Regions from separate parts of the Mus musculus genome. Here all the other regions are linked to region 2. Evidence: chromatin contacts called from public Hi-C and HiChIP or PLAC-seq data. All regions are on one chromosome and are shown on one strand. Each heading gives the region's core, a stretch centred on a gene start, on an enhancer-like site or on the middle of the called end of the contact. The rest is flanking DNA. Distances are from core to core; before and after follow the strand shown. Region 1 overlaps Gm51802 (predicted gene, 51802). Region 2 overlaps Ascc1 (activating signal cointegrator 1 complex subunit 1). Region 3 overlaps Gm40673 (a long non-coding RNA gene).

Region 1 (4,008 bases), core at 470-2,969, 120 kb after region 2:
ACCAAGCCGAGGGCCCACCTGTTTCTATTTCTTGCCACTCCAGCCGTTAAGGTCCAGGTCAGGTGCTGCCTCCTCTATGAGTCTCACTCCTAGAGCCCTACCCAGCAGAGATGGCAGGATCTAACCCTGGTGGAATCCTCAGTTGTCTCAGGAGACAGAACTCTCAAACAATGAGACTGTCATACAGATGAGAGGCAGTGAACACTCTAGCCCCGAGGCTTCACATTAGTGGCCCATTTGTTGTAGGAAGAATGGGACCTCCTGGGATTATATTCTAGATTCTAAGGTTGGGGCAACAAATGGCCACCAGCCGGGTAGAGTCGCAGAAATGTGATATGCTGGGTTCTGGAGAACAGATGTCTGAGATGAAGGTTCAGGCTACTTTGGGAGGCTCCGAGGTGGTCCAGCCGGTGCCTTTCTCCTGGCATCTGCTGCTGGTAAGTGTCCTTGGTTTGAAAATGAACCCAAATCCAGATGCTATTGCTGATGCCAAGAAGCGCTTGCTGACAGGAGCCTGGTATGGCTGTCCCCTGAGAGGCTCTGCCAGAGTCTGACCAATATGGATGCAGATGCTCGAAGCCAAGCATTGAACTGAGCACAGGGACCCCAATGGAGGAGTTAGGGGAAGGACTGAAGGAGCTGAAGAGGTTTGCAATCTCATAGGAAGAATAACGATATCAACCAGCCAGCCCCACCCCACCCCCCAATCCTCCAGCGATTAAACCATCAACTGAAGAGTACACATGGGGAATCCATGGCTCCAGTTGCATATTAGCAGAGGATGGCCTTATCTGGCATCAATGGGAGGGGATCCCCTTGGTCCTGGGGAGGGCTAGGGTGCTGATGTGGGAGGGGGTGGGTGGGTGGGTGAGTGACCCGTCCAGCAGGTCCAGTTATTCGAGGGTCTCGAGGGGACCTTCTCCTAAGAACCAAATGGGGGGTAGAGAGATATGAGGACCAAGTGCAAGAACGACACGGAAACATTCTGAGTGGCAAGAAGGTCCCGCTGTATTGAGAAAGGCTCAAGGCTTAAATGCACAAGCAAAAGGGGAAGTACAAGTACTTATCAGCGGGAGGGGTGGGGCAGTGGAAATTTTTCTTTTGGCAGTTACACGGGGAAGCTGGAACTTGGTGGTATCAGGGTGTGGTCCAGATATCTGGCGCTGATTTAGGGCTGGAACATTCTGTGGTTGTTCTCGGAACGGTGTGTCGGTGGCCCGCTTTTGACCCCTTTTTCTTCTTGGGGGGAGAGGCCCAATTCAGAGATCAGGACAATTGTGTTGTCTTAATAGCTCCCAACAGGTGATCACCCTCCTAGAAGCAGGGGAGATGGGGGAGGTCAGGGGGTTAACTGGGAAGGGGGATAACATTTGAAATGTAAATAAAGTAACCAATTAAAAAAAACAGAGTGGAAAAAAAGAAAAGGAGCTCCTTCCAGCCCTTTTCTGTTTCCATCCAGTCTTCTCTGCATGTCTCTATGTCCTGCTTCTAAGAGAGCACCAGGTTGTGGAGTCAAGCCCACCCAGGATCCAGGATGACTTTTTGGGATTCTAAAACAATCAGTCACATCTGGGAAGACCTGAGGATTTATAAAAAGATGCTGTGCAGGGTCATATGCGGAGTAAATTGAGCAGAAAGACAAGTAAAGAGGCTACAGAGGGGTCCAGAGGTAACTAGAGAGTGAGACCTGGGCTCTGGCCTAAGTATTTCCTCCAAACGCCACCAGAGGGCGCCCAAGCATTGTGCTAAACAAGGCTCTGGCCACCAGGAAGAGCCATCACCTAGGACTGAAAGCTAACAAGGTTTTTCAGGTTCAAAGCGGGAGGTAAGAATGGGGTAGGCAGGAAGGAGACTAAAAGCAAAGTGTTTCCACCCTCCCTCCCGTCCTCTCTTCCTTCCTTCTTCCTTTAAAAAAAATGTTTTGAGGGGGGTGGGTATGGGGGACTTTTGGGATAGCATTGGAAATGTAAATGAGGAAAATACCTAATTTTTAAAAAAAGTGAAAAAAAAAAAAAGGAAAAAAAATGTTTTGAGACAAGGTCCCATGCAGTCCAAGATGGCTTTGAACTCATGTAGCAGAGACTAATCTTGAATTTCTAAACTTCCTCAGGCTGAGGCAGGAGGATCATAAGTTTGAGGCTAGCCTGGGCTACCTAAGAAGGTCTCTTCTGAAATAAATAAATATTGGGAATATACTATGAAGAATTATATTTATCTTTGCAACAGACAGAAACCATTACAGAAATCCACAACCAATCAAAATGCAGACCTGTGGAGCACACTCCACCCTAGTGAATACATCTACAAAATACTGCCACACTTAAGGCTCAGGGAGCACTACAGAAGAGGGAACAGAAAGGCTGTAAGAGCCAGAGGATCAGGGAGTTTGCTGTGAGGTTGTGTTGCCTAGTAACGTCAGAAGCTACATCCATAAAGTCTAACCAGTATGACCACCCAAACATAAGCTGCAGAAGGACAAATCTGCTGGACCGGCCAAACAGGATGGGGGAGAATCCGGGAACCCTGAACCCTACATACAGTGCTCTACGCAACTGAGGCTTGCTGGGGGCTGGAGAAGTGGTCTTCCTCAGGGAAGAGCACACCGGTTGGTTATCCAGTGCCAAATGGGCAGCCCTGAAAGCACACATGTATGTTGCATTATACAGACGTAACAGGTTGTATTTAGGGATGTATATGTCTGTACATATATGCTTATGATAACAATTAGGAAAGAAAGGGCTATGAATTTGAAGGTGAGGGGTCTATGGGAGGGCTTGAGGGAGGAAAGGGATGGGAGACACGTAATTAAATTATAATCTCAAAATTTTTAAGGGCTGGAGAGGTGGCTCAATGGTTAAGAGCCCTGACTGCTCTTCCAGAGGTCCTGAGTTCAATTCCCAGCAACCATTTGGTGGCTCACAACCATCTGTAAGGAGATCCAGTGCCCTCTTCTGGTGTGTCTGAAGACAGCTATAGTGTACTCACATATATGAAAATAAAATAAATCTTAATTTTTTTTAAATTGCATTTAAAACCAAGACTAGGGTCTAAGGATAGTTCAGTTGATGGAGTTAACACATAAGGGCAAGAAGCCCTGGATACATCCCCAGCTTACGTAAAGCCTGCTGTGCCTGGGAGCCTGTAATCTCAGCACTCAGGAGGCAGGCGCAGGAGTCAGGAGTTCAAGGTCATCCTCAGCTATGTCATGAATTGAAGCAAAAAAATTTTTTTAAAAATTGGTATATAAGTAAAACTCTATAGAGTGTTGAAATAATGGCCCAAGCCTGTGGTTGTAGTTTGTGGCAGAAAGTGTGAGTATGTGTGACATGGGAAAACCCTGGGTTCAATCCCAGCACCAAACAAAAACAAAACCCAGTATTTAATAATAATAACCCAGCCTTGCTGTCAGACAAAGATGGTCACTGCCAAACATTTCTTATTCAACATTTAGTGGCCCTGAACCGTACTTGCAAGTTTAACTGAGGCCCACAGTGCCTGAGTTTCGTGTAGATAAAAGTCTTTAATCCCAGCACTAGGGAGGCAGAGACAAGCGGATTTCTGAGTGCGAGGCCAGCCTGGTCTACAAAGTGAGTTCCAGGACAGCCAGGGCTACACAGAGAAACCCTGTCTCGAAAAACCAAAAAAAAAAAGTCTAAGAGTGACACTAGCTAAGGTCATAGTTCAAATGCCACAAGGCACTCATTGGCTTTAGCACATCCTCATCTGCCTTCTGTATTGGTGAGGGCTCAGTTAGAAGATCAGTCGCCCACTGATGGTTGGTCTTATCTACCAGTCTCCACACCTTATCTAGCCTATCCCTGACAGAAGGCTTAAGGCTGTCCCCGTCCTGTCTGGGTTGCATCTTGCTCTTAAACCTGGGAAGAAACAGAAGCTACACAGAGGATTTCCAGTTGACTCCAACTAGAAACTCAGCCCCATACTTTCTGCAGAATGCATAGACCAGTGGTCTTGAATCAGCCGTGCTGTTAGGAGCCATGGGGGCACATG
Region 2 (3,863 bases), core at 1,362-3,861:
ATTCCACTTGATCTCACAGCGGGACCTGCTCGAAGGCGCATCAGTAATGAAACACAGTAATTCAAAACTGTGTGTGGTGGAGCATGCCGAAGGCTTATAGATCTGTCTGCACCAACCGGGGATTTTTCAGGCTGTCCAGAGAACCTGAATCTCCTGTAGCTTCAGAGCCTTGGTTTTCATACTGTGTGAGGCTGTCCCTGGGCTGAAATGGCTCTTGGGTCTGGGGTCACTAGGATTATTCACTGAAGAAGGAAATTATGTATAAGCTTTAACATATAATTTAGAATTCCTTATATGTTAAGGAAATTGGAAAGTTTGTAGGTACCTTATGAAGTGATTTAGTGGAGGTAGTCTGGCTGTAAGAGGAGTCACAAGCCCCTCGAGTTCTGATGTCGCTTAGGACAGAAGAGAAGGGAGATGCTCACAGTGCTCACAGAGTTGCCATTTGGATGGAGGGCAGGACTTACAGGGTTTTTTTGTTTGTTTGTTTTTTGCTTTTTCAGTTCATATGCTTTATTAAATGCCTACCACATGCTGGGTAGACATAACACATAGTAATTAAATCTGTATTTTATCTTATAGTGAGCTCTTTCCTTAAAGATTCCACATCCTTTTTCAGGGGGCAAAAGGGGCAGACTTCTCCCAGAACTAGTATTGCCAGGGGAGAGCTGCTGGAGCCATGTGCTGGGCACCCGGAGGAGAAGGCTTGCTAAGGCCAGTGACATGGAGAATCTTGAAGGAAGGGCGGGGATTTCTGCTGGGCTCCCCTGGAGTTGTTCACAGAAGGATGCAGTTTCTCAGGACGGGAAAGTGGGTAGGCGGGAGTGATGTAGATCCAGAGAGGACAGGTAAATAGCTTCCAGCTCCTGAGGAAGCCTAACCTGCTTATCTCCTGTAAAAACCTGGGGTGGTAAATTTAGCATTGTTGAAAAATAGTCATGAAGGTGCTGTGGAGGATGCCTGAGGTGAAAGAGCCTGGTACCAGTTAGGAGCCTGTTCATAGCGCCTCTTGAGAGAAGCCAGGGTGCCTGGCATATTTGGGATGTTTGGAGAGTTTCTCTAAAGTGAAGGTAGTAATAGTTCGGGAGTCACAGTGTTGCAGGATGAAGAAGATGACGTCATTTCAGAGCAGACCACGGCATGTAGCTAGTGCTGCACGAGTGTCAGCTGGCTGTGTTGTTAAACATCATTACACCAATCAGGATTTGGAGTATCCCTATGGATTAGAGAGCAGCAGCAAGGGACACAGTGGTGTCAGGTTCCTGCTGAGGGGCAGGGAGTGCTGTTCAGTGGTGGAGTGCTTCCCCAGTGTCCAGTGTTCTGAGACTCTGGGTTCCGTGCCTAGCTTTGCTGAAAGGGGGCACGGGAGTGGGAGAATCAGAGTAGAAGCTGAGCTACCTCGGTCCAGTTTGGTTGGATAGTCACTGAGGTCAGAGTCATCAGGGTCCGCCTTTGAGACCCACTTTTGTTGGAAGCAGTGCTCACTAATGCACTAATGCTTATAAGCTGCTTTGGGAGGCACATTAAGCTTTGAGGAACATAAGCTTGTCGCCACGGCTCTCACAGAACCGAAGTGCGTCCCTCCTTTAGGAAGGGAGAGGCTCTTCTCTTTAGTGGCTGGAAACTTAAGCACTGTATGGTGAAGCTCTTTTCTCTGGTACATGATGGCTGATTCTTGACTGTTCTGTCTTACTAAGAACCTCTCTACTTTCTGAATAGAGAGAATTTATAAGCCAGAAGAATCAGTTTATATAGCTCAACAAAGTATTCATTAATAACACATAGAGGCTCTCAGAGGAAGTCGGTTTTCCTAAACATTTTAAAGGAATAATGAAAATGACTCAGCAGAGCCTAATTTAGTTCCCAGTCCTGCTAGCACGGGGACTGTAGAGTGGTTTGTGTAAACCTAGGCATGTAAAAAGCAGGAGGAAGCCCTGCTGCTGTGTGCCAGAGACCTCATTAAATTTCATTCAGTCTCCTGAATGGCCTGAGACAGAGGTGTTTCACAGATGCTGAGCTGAGAGCAGCTAGGTGTGTCTGGTTACAGAGCCAAACACTCAGCACTCTGCCTTATTTGAATAACTTCCTATGCTGATGAAGTTTACATCATTTGCCTGAAGTGCTTTGTTGGAGCTTTGCCATAAAATAATAAATATAATGAGCAAGAAGGCAGGCCCTTATGTTTATTTCCTTTCTGTTTGCACAGGGTCCCAGGAAGTGAGTTGGTGAGTCTGTCACAAAGGCCTATCTATTTTCTTAGCAGGTCCTTCCGTATTCATGGGCTTTGTGTGAATGATGCATAGGACCTTTGACTTAGAGGTAAGGTAGGCGATCTCTCTTCTTTCATGGAAGAGGAAGCTGAAGCTGAGAAACATGAAATGATTTGTCTAGCCACAGTGGGCTGGTAACAGTGGAATTAGAGCCTGGGACAGTAATGCCAAGTAAGGCTCAAGCTTTCATAACTCCTGGACCTGCTAAAAGATGACAGACGTGTATATAATTGATGATTATTTTTGTCCCTGCTAGTCAGCATCTACTGTCAAGGCAGAGCACAGTGATCAGATTCTTCTAAGCTCGTTTCTTAGTCATTGCACAGTGAGCACGGCCTTGTAGGCCTGGGAGCTTCCTGTCTGCTTGCAGGCACGCCCACAGGCAGGTGCACCCGTGCAAGCTCCCCTCTGCTCGGCTCTTGCTCTTGAGTGGTAAGGAAGCAGAAGGAGTGCTCCATGGTGGAGCATTCACTGTCTGGGCCTCTCCCCCAAGCTTGTCAGTGCTAGAGGTACATCGCCAGCATTTCCTGGGGTGCCAGACCAGACATGAGATGGGCCTGAGGGTGTGATGCTGTCCACCTTAGCTGCTGGGGTACTGAGGCAGAAGGATGGCAGGTGCAGGCCCTCGCTGGGCTATCTATGGAGTAAAAGGATGGCTTGAATAACTTAGTGAGATTCTGTCTCAACATAAAGAAGGGCCAGGATGTAGCTCAGTGGTAGCATGCTTGCCTAGCATGTGAGAAGCTGTAAGTTCGGTTCCTAGGATAGAAAAGAAGCTCAAATCAGAGCAAGCCCGAGGTGATGATGTGGTTGCCAGTGGTAGGCCACAAGCAGCAGCTTGGTGCAGAGTTAAGGCCGTACACTGGGGGCTCTGAACTCTGGCTTGGGCTTCAACGCACTTCTCTGATGGAGGCTGCTTTGGATTTGTTTTGAGACCCTACTTAACGTGTAAAGAAGCAGAACCTCGGAGATGTGACTTTGCCATAAGGAAGCATGCTTATTTTCATCCAGACAGAGCTGCCCGGGAACCTCCTGTTACTTCCTGCTTGCCTCTCCTGGGTGGAAGGTCAATAGCATTAGAATTTTCAGGCGCCAGCCTGGGTGGCCAACCTAATGGAGCAGAACAGTTCCAGCTCCAAATAATGGCAGACTTGGAGCAGGGCCCAGTGTAATTAAACCCTGGGGTAAAGAACTTGATGTTGGTCTTGATGCGTTTCCATGAGCAGGCTTGAGGTAGGAGTCTCTATTCCGAGCAAAGGGGAACAATGGCCCTGGAGACTTAGACCACTGTCTTAGAGATCGTTTGGTCTTATATTAAATTTAGACCATGCTAGAAGAGATATGGTTGGCTTATTTTTATGTTTATTTTGGTGGTGGCAGTATTAGGCAGGGTAAAATTTAGTGTTTCTCTACTTATTAAAAGATTTCCCAGTAAGGTTACTTATGAATTTCCAGTAGAGCTAAAGACCGGATAACCTCATGACTCAAAACCTCCTAAAGACTTGAGGTTATGTGACCTTGAGCGGCTCCTTTGTTCTGTGCTCTGTTGTGCATTTAGTTTCTCAGTATTCAGTGTTTCCCTGGCAATCGAAC
Region 3 (3,548 bases), core at 746-3,245, 110 kb before region 2:
CATAGTAAGATCCCATCTCTAAGGCCAGCCTGGGCTTCATAGTAAAATGCTGCCTCAAAAAACAAAGCAAGGGGCTGGTGAGATGGCTCAGCAGTTAAGAGCACCAGTTGCTTTTCTGAAGGTCCTGAGTTCAAATCCCAGCAACCATATGGTGGCTAGCAACCATCCATAACAAGATCTGACACCCTCTTCTGGAGTGTCTGAAGACAGGTACAGTGTACTTACATTAATAATAAATTAAAAACAAAACAAAACAAACAAACAAAAAAACAAAGCAAGGCCGGGCGTGGTGGCACACGCCTTTAATCCCAGCATTCGGGAGGCAGAGGCAGGCAGATTTCTGAGTTCGAGGCCAGCCTGGTCTACAATATGAGTTCCAGGACAGCCAGGGCTACACAGAGAAACCCTGTCTCAAAAAACCAAAAACAAAAAACAAAAAAACAAAACAAGGACTGAGGCCATAGCTAGCTTTTGAGCATTTGCTTGGAACTGGCAAGGCTCTGAGTTCCATCCCTGGCACAGAAGGGAGGCAGAGAGCAAGCAGGTCATGACACATTACTGTGAGAAAAATCCCTGAAAGCCACAAACTGCATTTCAGCCTTTGCCGTCAGGGAAGCCACAGTTCAGACTGAGGTCATTATGAGTCAAATGGACATTCACATGTAAGTATGTGTGCAAGAGGGACTCAGGGGACATACCATGTGAAGAGATAGACAGACTTTTCGGTGACGCTTCTATGATGCCAAGTCATGAGACAGGTTGCCAGCAAACTCTCAGATCAAGGCTAAAGACAGAGACTCTCTCACAACCTTGGACGGAGCCAGTCCTTGTTAGCATGTTGCTGGGTCTTGTTTTTCCTTTGTTTCATTCAGAGACTTAAGTAGCCCAGGCTAACTACAAACCTCTAGTGTACCCAAAGATAACCCAGAACTTCCTCCTCCATCTACTTCTCAAAGACTGGGATCACAGGTGTGCACCGCTAGGCAGGCTATGCAGTGTTGGAGCTTGAGCAGGGATTTCACGTGTTTTAAGCAAGCACTCTAACAGCCAAGACACGTGCCCAGCCTATGTCTGTTGTTTGAGGCACCAGATTCAACATAATTCCCAACAACTCTGACAAAAGAAATCCCAAGGAAGCCAGGCAGTGGTGGTGCACACTAGTAATCCCAGCACTTGGGAGGCAGAGGCAGGGGGATCTTTGTGAATTCAAGGCCAGCCTGGCCTACAGAGTGAGTTCCAGGACAGCCAGGGCTACACAGAGAAACCCTGTCTTGAAAAAGCAAATAACATAAACATATACAAATACACATCATATACATAAATATCATATATGTATATGCATATATACACATATTCATACATCATACACATGTACACACACACACACACACATATATATTCACACACACATACACGCAAGCATACACATAAGCATACATATCATTGCTCATAACCAGGACAGCCAGGACTACATAGAGAAACCCTGTTTCAAAAAAAAAAAAAAAAAAGTAGAAAAATAATCCCAAGGAAAAAAACTACTAAATACACTACTTAGGCTGTGGAATCCGAGGACCTGAAGCTGTGGTGCCTGCAGGCTCCGTCGCCAGCTGAGCCACCTCACGGCCCTTCCTTTTCCTTTTAATTTTTAGAAGTTTAATAAGTTGCTCAGGCTGGCCTTGAACTTGGGATTCTCTAGCCACAGTCTCCTAAACTGTGATGGCAGGCCTGGGCCACTGAGTCCAGCGGAATCTTGACATGTGAGTCTCCCTGTTTGTACTCCTGCTGGGTTTCTGGAGAGTAAGGAGGGACAATCTGCCACAGTTCTGCTAGGCCAACAGGGCTCTCTGAGGGAATCCCTCCATGTAGAAAAAAGGAAGCATGGCCTCAGCAGGGGTCAGGTCGGGATCTGCCCACCACCACCAGCTTCCCATCATCCCATCCCGTGTGCAGGAATCAGTGTACGTCACTACAGTCTGGGGGAGCCGACATCCTGTTTGCTAGAAAAGCCTGAGTCAGTGCCAGTCTCCAGCTTTGCCTCTGCAGCAACAGCTGTCCAGCGTGCTCTGCCCCGGCTTTCCAGGCATTTCTCAGGCCTCTCTGCACATTCGGTTCCCCTCCCTCCTGCAAGAGTGGAGCCACGGTTTTAAAAAAAAAGCAAAACAAAACAAGAAAGTTGCTAGCCGGGTTAGGAGTGTGGTTCGTGGTACACATCTAGAAAGGAGCCCTGTGTTCGATCTTTGGCACCTCATAATCTGGGTGTGGTGGTACACACCCTGTCAGGACACTCAGGCAGTACAAGTGGGAGGATCAGACGTTCAAGGGCATCCTTGGTTCCTTAGTGAGTTCTAGCCTGTCTGGGATACAAGAGACGCTGGCTTTTTGTCGGTTTTTTTTTTTTTTTTCAGGTCAGAGTTTCTTTGTGCAGCCCTGGCTGTCTTTGGAACTTGCTCTCTGTAGACCAGGCTGGCTTCGAACTCACAGAGATCTACCTGCCTCTGTCTCCTGAGTGCTGGGATTTAAGGCGTGCAGTTTCTGAGACTCTAATTAATAAAAACAATAACAACAAAGCAAGCAGGCAACATAATTTCTACAACAGCAACAAAGTGGCTACTGCCAGGAAGGGGCCTGAGGGCTGAGACAGACAGAGGAGAAGTCAGGAGCAGGAGATGGTCCCCGTGGCAGGTAGGACAGCTTGAGTGAGGCCCCCAGATGTGGCAATGATGAGTGGGGTAGCCCCCAATTCAAAAATCAGGTCTCCAGCAGATAGAATGAAAGCATAGACTTGGGCTCACAGAGGCCAAGAGAAGGGGGACAGGAAGTGGCCAATGCTCAAACTGTGCCTCTGCTTTCCCCCCACAAGCCCCTGCGGCTGCGGACAGAATTCCCAAGCTTCTGGTTCATATCACAGTAGTCCACACAGTCTTTATACCCGTTCTTCCTAAGAAGGGTTGTGGACAGGTGATGGGCCTGACTCAAAGCTCTCAGCTGGTACTGTCTGTTCACAAGGCTATCTAACAGCGGGAGGGCGACACAGAAAGCCCAGGACCAGATTCTAGAGTGGAAACTCCAGTCCCAACAGCCCGGGTGGGTGGCTGTTCCCTCCTAAGCCTCGAAGCCTATAGGAAAGCCCTCACAGAGGTCATAACGCCCTCATGAAAGCCACATATGTTCACCTTCTGGAAGTAATTATTATTCCTATTTACAACGAAGCATCTGGTGCCCAGAGAGGTTAAATTCACTGCCCGAGATCTCGCAGCAGCAAGCAACGGTTGGTTGGCCCGCCCAGTTCAGAGGGAGGAGCATGTGATGTTCTTGTACCCGTGAACTCGGGAATACGTTTGGCAAAACCAGGGGGCTTTTGCGTGCACGAGCTGGAGGCCCAGCTGTGTTGGCAGGAGCTGATGCAAATGTGTGCGCACCCAGCTTAGACAGCGGCAAACAGCTCGTAGGAATGTGTTGATGGCGGGGTGTGGGGCGGTGCCACCATTGCCACGTGCATTTCTGCTGCCAGCCCAATGTTCTGCTCCCTGTTGATAAACAACAGTCTA

What was found. A called contact is a pair of places that touch in the nucleus more often than the background predicts. HiChIP or PLAC-seq counts read pairs in DNA pulled down with a chosen protein or histone mark.
Region 1: a contact with region 2 is called in a Hi-C map of embryonic stem cells, with 2.2 times the contacts expected there. The contact joins two enhancer-like sites. A contact is called at or near these places in 8 of 39 promoter capture datasets (the 3T3-L1 cell line, the C10 cell line, the HPC-7 cell line and 4 more), 1 of 15 datasets of contacts at CTCF or cohesin (large pre-B cells), 4 of 484 Hi-C or Micro-C datasets (B cells, centroblasts, embryonic stem cells and 1 more) and 1 of 115 datasets of contacts at active chromatin or transcription factors (memory CD8 T cells).
Region 3: an H3K27ac HiChIP or PLAC-seq map of embryonic stem cells shows a contact between it and region 2, with 9 read pairs. The contact joins two enhancer-like sites. A contact is called at or near these places in 4 of 115 datasets of contacts at active chromatin or transcription factors (embryonic stem cells, epiblast stem cells and thymic regulatory T cells).

Annotation. Positions count from the first base shown.
Region 1 is chr10:60,146,557-60,150,564 of GRCm38.p6, forward strand. It overlaps Gm51802 (predicted gene, 51802), which reads right to left. Exons shown (of 2, transcript NR_168572.1): 2 at 987-1,314. Among named protein-coding and RNA genes, the nearest start is that of Gm51802, 14 kb to the right of the region's middle. Within about 2 kb of position 1,720, at least 7 of the 459 cell types and tissues checked have an H3K27ac peak or open chromatin away from gene starts, as enhancers often do. A contact at or near this core is called in embryonic stem cells, where this site is marked.
Region 2 is chr10:60,025,785-60,029,647 of GRCm38.p6, forward strand. The region is part of intron 5 of Ascc1 (activating signal cointegrator 1 complex subunit 1); the gene reads left to right. Among named protein-coding and RNA genes, the nearest start is that of Anapc16, 25 kb to the left of the region's middle. Within about 2 kb of position 2,612, at least 113 of the 459 cell types and tissues checked have an H3K27ac peak or open chromatin away from gene starts, as enhancers often do. A contact at or near this core is called in embryonic stem cells, where this site is marked.
Region 3 is chr10:59,917,671-59,921,218 of GRCm38.p6, forward strand. All of the region lies in intron 2 of Gm40673 (a long non-coding RNA gene), which reads left to right. Among named protein-coding and RNA genes, the nearest start is that of Gm40673, 10 kb to the left of the region's middle. Within about 2 kb of position 1,996, at least 112 of the 459 cell types and tissues checked have an H3K27ac peak or open chromatin away from gene starts, as enhancers often do. A contact at or near this core is called in embryonic stem cells, where this site is marked.